Regions from separate parts of the Callithrix jacchus genome. Here region 2 is linked to region 1. Evidence: chromatin contacts called from public Hi-C data. All regions are on one chromosome and are shown on one strand. The core of a region is the stretch at or near the end of the contact, and the rest is flanking DNA. Distances in the headings are between cores, read along the strand shown.

What was found. Hi-C and Micro-C count contacts between places; a contact is called where the count stands out from the background.
Region 2: a contact with region 1 is called in a Hi-C map of skeletal muscle, with 5 times the contacts expected there. The contact joins the promoter of SH3RF3 here to the enhancer-like site in region 1. A contact is called at or near these places in 2 of 3 Hi-C or Micro-C datasets (both in skeletal muscle).

The regions. Positions count from the first base shown.
Region 1 is chr14:19,814,866-19,817,562 of calJac240_pri, reverse strand. All of the region lies in intron 1 of SH3RF3 (SH3 domain containing ring finger 3), which reads left to right. Among named protein-coding and RNA genes, the nearest start is that of SH3RF3, 180 kb to the left of the region's middle. Within about 2 kb of position 1,367, at least 1 of the 16 cell types and tissues checked has an H3K27ac peak or open chromatin away from gene starts, as enhancers often do. A contact at or near this core is called in skeletal muscle, where this site is marked.
Region 2 is chr14:19,992,034-19,994,730 of calJac240_pri, reverse strand. It overlaps SH3RF3 (SH3 domain containing ring finger 3), which reads left to right and starts at 1,325. Exons shown (of 9, transcript XM_054244686.2): 1 at 1,325-2,697. The coding sequence starts at 2,610. It also overlaps the pseudogene LOC144579235.

The sequences.
Region 1 (2,697 bases), core at 118-2,617:
AGACAGTATGGTCTGTGTCCCAGGAGACTGGGGGGGTGTCCAGAGACGGGGGGGGCATCAGAATCATGTGGGTCATGTGTATTTAACACCACCTGTTTGAGAAAGCCGGGGCTCAGCATACATTCTAGATGAAAGTTTTCTTTCTTGAAATGGTTAAACTGATAAATCCTCAGTTATCCCAAAGGCTCAGGATTCCAGAAAATGGCTATGTTGAAGGATAGATCCTCTAGATCTTGTGAGAGTGATTATACCCCTGCCTTGGTGTAGCCAGGGAGCAGAGATGGAGGTTAGGAACCAGAATTCTCCTGGAGAAAGTGAATCGGCCTGAAATGGTGACCTTTGATGTCACCTCCGTGCAGGAATGAATTTCTCTACCATATGAATAACACCATCAACTAATACATTTTTATTATTCCTGCCACTTCATAAATAGTGTTTCCATCTTAATTTGCATGTGTCTGTCACTCTCCATGGTCTTTAAAGGTTTATATAAATTTGTAAATTAGTCCTCCTTTACATGCATAAGGCAAACCAGCCCCTTGATGAAACCTTTGATGAATCTTTTTACAAGTGCATAATCTCCACCAGCCAGTTTCTTATTCTGTAAATTATTTTGCCATTTTGGTTTTTTTAAATTTGGGATGTGACAGTACTGGCATCAAATTTCTGTCCAGTGAACAGGAGAATTAGACCACCAAAATGTTAGAGGAGACCCTCTGAGTTGGTAGAGATTGGAGCAGAGCTAAGCCTTCACTGGTGAACATAAGAAACTTAGTCTCCCCATATGAGTCTCATTCTTGTCAAAGCCCTCAGTTTGAGAACCCCCAGCAGACATTCTAAGCTGAGCTGTCCCGTAAAGTAGCCACTGGCCACGTTCAGTGAACAGCTACCACATTGAAGAGCCTACATATGACACATTTCCATCAGTGCAGAAAGTTCCACTGGATGGCACTGCTCCAGAATAATGGGAAAAAAAGGAGACCTGTTTTACTTTACTGAATATATTTAGCAGAAGGTCTTATTTGATGACTTTTCTCCGGGGCCACCTTGTCAAGTGGGGAGGGCTATATAGTCTCTCCATAATAAGGCAGAAAGAAGTGCCCACTGGGAAACACCCAGCAATTTAATAGGGCCCTGGGTCTAATGCCAACTTGGGGCTATTAATACCAAGCCAGTCAAAGTGGTTTGTTCCTCGAGTCTTGCAACTCCATTAGTGATTCAAAACAAAGCAAAGTAAACCTCTGTCCCTCTCTCTGTAGGACAGTTGCAGGGAAACAATAGCTTATGTCTGTGGAATGGACTTGCTTTTACTAAGAGGCAGCAAGGAAGTATCTCAGCATGAAAACATGCTTATACAGAATGACCATCAGTTTTTGGTGTAAGCAAAGGGGACCGTGTGTGCCTGTAGTGTGCTGTCTGTGCAGAACTGTCAGAAACTGTCAGTGATGCACAAGGACATGTGTGTCCAGAGACGAGGTCTGGGCAGGCTTTCCTGGCGGCCATAAAGGGGCGAGCTCTGTCTCAGTCCAGGCTTTCCCACCCAGGGTTCCTCTGGGGCTCTTTCATCTCATTCTGTCTGGCTCTTGTGACATTTAGAGCATTCAAGTGAATGCTGGTTGCCACCTTGGTTGGAAGGGATGGTGCCGCTTTTCCACCCTGGAATGACCTTTGATCTTACCTGTCAGGACTTGATCTAGGCCTCAACGCCACCAGTTCCCAGAACATGACCTGTGACCAGAGTGGGTCTCTGTCTGTGTGTTGTATTGGAGAATGTGGAGGCTTTTGAGATGTGTTAGCAGAAATCTTTTGGGTCTATGTGAGATTTCATGTGCATGTATCAGAGGCTTTTTTTCACCCAAATTGCAAAGATTTTTAGTATTTAGGGATTTGATATGGCTAGAAAAATACATTTCCAGAATGCAGTTTTAAAGCAGGAAAAACCTAAAGCTTTCGAAAAGAGAGGGCAAGGCAGGCTAGAGGAGTTGCTCAGAGCTGATTTTTTTTAACCTCTGGGTCTGAGGAAGGTTCCACCATGTCCTGGCTCTTGGGCTTCATCTCTCGCAGCAGATCTGCACAGCTCTAACTGGGCTATCAGTGTTCTGGGCCTTGGTCCAGGAGTCTGGGTGGTTGCTGGGAAGGGGATGGAGGGAAGGCAAGTCGCCAGGTGATGGTGGCTGGCTCTGCATACTCCTGCTCCTGGAGAGGCCATGAGTGTCATGTTCCTCCCTGGCTCTGGCTTCCTGTTCATCACAGGAGGACCACAGTTGTGATGTCAGTGTGATCTTCACTACACATAGCCTTTAACAAGGTACCCTGTGACATGAAGAGAACTTGTCACTAGTCATAGAGATTTCTTTTGCTTTTTTGTTTTAAATAGACTTTCTGTTTTAGAGCAGTTTTAGGTTCAAAGCAAGATAGAGCAGAAGGTACAGAGAATTCCCATGGACCTCCTGCCCTGGCATGTGCAGCCTCCCCAACCATCAGCATCTGCCATCAGAGTGGTGTCACATTAGGGTTCACTCTTGGTGTTGGACATTTCATGGGTTTGGACAAATATATAAGGCCATGTATCCACCATTAAAGTTTCACACTCAGTACTTTCCCTGCATTAAAAACCCTATGCTCTACCTGGTCATCCTTCCCTGGCCCCACCCCCGAGCCGCCTTGGGTCTTTGCACCGTCTCCATAGTTCTGCTT
Region 2 (2,697 bases), core at 76-2,575, 180 kb before region 1:
GTGAGCCCTCCCAGTGCCTAACGGGTCCCCTTTTTATGCTCCCCCTTGCATCCTGTGTCTACCATCTGCTCTTGGATCAAGCATCCTTGTTCCTGAGCAAGGGTAAGAGTGAAAGGTGGCTCATGTGAATATGCTTCCATGCACTGTGAGGTGCACACCCTTCCTTCAGCCCTCAAGGGAAGCCAGGCAGCTCTGGGATGGCTTCCATCTCACCCTGTTCTTAGCGCTGATATAAATCATACAGATGGAAATCCACACTGCTGAGAGATATCTGGGTTAGGAAAGCCACCTGCTGCTATCAGGGACAACGTTTCCAGTACTAGCATCCTGATAGAAGCACAGAATATGTGGAATTGAGATACTAAGATCTGCACTCAAATCACTAGTAGGTGAAGAGAGAGAGACAGCCTTTCATTCATTCTACAAATATTTATTGAGCACCTACTATATGTCAGGCACTGTCCTAGGCACTAAGGATATTACAGTGGAAAAGATCTGTAGCTTACAGAGAGCTTACATTCTAATGGCATGTAAATTTTATGTGTTAAGTTCTGGGGATACAAAAATGAAAATTCAGCCCCAATGGCTTTACAAGTATGGGTATCACTTTCCTCATTTGTAAAATGAGTTTAAAATAATTATCACAGGCCGGGCATGGTGGCTGACACCTGTACTCCCAGCACTTTGTGAAGATGAGGGTGGAGGATCGTTTGAGCTCAGGAATTTGAGACTAGCCTAGGCAACATAAGGAGACTCTGTCTCTACAAAGAATTTAATTAAAAAAAAAAAAAATAGCCAGGTGTGGTGGCACGACTCTAGTTCCAACTATTCAGGAGGCTGAGGTGGGATGATGGCTTGAGCCTAAGAGTTCAAGGTTGCAGTGAGCCGTGATCGCACCCTGAACGAGATCATGTCTAAAACTATGTAAGTAAATACAAATAAAATAATTATCTCACAGAGCTGTTCAGAGGATTAAGTAATACATAGCAGGCTCTTGGCCTTTAAACCTCAACAAATACTACTTTTCCCTAAATAATAATAAAAAGATCATACAACTTCACAAAAAACAGAGACAGGCTGGCCGGTAGGCGAGCCCTCCACGTCTCTTGTGACATTAGCCCTGGCAGGACCGGCGGTGCAGTGTCCAGCCAGTCCTGGTTTGTGCGGAGCCGCGGACGGGAATCCAGCCGGTCCCGGCGGGAACGCAAAGTGGCCACGAGGGGGCAGCGCACGGCAGGGAATATTCGCCGCCGACCCCAGCCCACAGCCAAACTTCCCTGCTGCTCCCGGTCCGCCTGTACGTATTTCCGTTGCTCTGACGCTCCTAGAAGCCGGGGCGTCGGGAAGGAGAGCGCGAATTCCCCCTTCTCTGCGCCTCCGGAGGAAAAAAAAAAATCGGAGCGGGGTTCACGAGACTGCGCCGCAGCGGGCGCTGGAGCCCCTCACACTGCGCCGCCAAGGGTGCGGCGCGGAGCCTGGAGCCCCGCGCCAGGGTGCTGGTAGGCGGTCGGCGGCGCCTGCCTCTGACTCGCGACTCCGGAGAGCCAAGGTTGCCGCCGGGAGGAGTCGGCGCCGGCCCCGAGGTACCCTCTTCAACCTGAGCGCCTTCCCTTCCTGCCTTGCGGGGCATCCTCACACCCACACCCGAACGAAGCTCTGGGGCTGTCACTTCTGCGTGCCGCTCGGAAAGGAGTCTGAACTGGGAGCGCTCTGGGGAGTCGTCGGGGAGGATGCCCAGGCGTCGGCGGTGTTCCCAAGCTGCTCGCCGGCGCTGGTGAGGAAGGCAGTCGGGATAACGCCGCCCAAACTTTCCTTCGCAACAGCCTTGACAGGAAACGTTCCTATCCGAGGCTCACGAAAAGCCGAAAAAGCCTCCGGCGCCTGGAGGAGGCAGGGCCAAGCCTGCGCAGGAGGGGTTCCCCGGAGCCCTGACGATGTCGTAGGGGACAAGGCCAATCGCCGGCGTGCGCCCAGGCGAAGGGAGGTCCCGCGGGCGCGGCGCGTCCTTTCCTGCGCCCTGCAGTGACTGAGACCTCCGCGCGCACCCCCGCGCACGTGCTCGCGGCCGAGGAAGAGGAAGGGTCCTGCTGAACCCCAGGCAGGACAGCGACTCGCGAGCAGGCCAGGGGCGCATGGAGGTGTCGCGGGGGCTGTGCGGCTCGCCAGCTGCGCGGGGGAGCGCGCACGCCGCGCCCCGGCCTCCGCGGGGACCTGGCCGGCCGCTGCTCGCACTTCCTGCCGCGGATCTCCCAGCCGCGAGCCGCCGCTTGCAGCACAGAGCTGGTTGAGCTTCGTGCCCGGCAGTATCCCCCGCCCCCGGCGCGAGGCTGGAGCGCGGCGGGACAGGTGTAGCAGACGCTGCGCTCAGGACTGGGCGGGCTCGGCTCGCCGGGAGTTGGCTTGCCGCGCGCGGAACTCGAGTCCCTGCCACGCAGGCCGGTGGGCGCGCCACTTCGCACCGCCACAGCCCTAGCCTCGGGCCACCATCCAGGGTGAAAAAGTCACGGCAAAGCCCGGCTCCCGGGTCCTGATGCCGGCTGCCGGTGGCGGGATCCACGCCGACCCCAGGACCTAGGCAGCCGCGCGAGACCGCTGCCGGCGCCTCCCCCATGCTGCTCGGAGCGTCCTGGCTGTGCGCGTCCAAGGCGGCCGCCGCTGCTGCGCAGAGCGAAGGCGACGAGGACAGGCCAGGCGAGC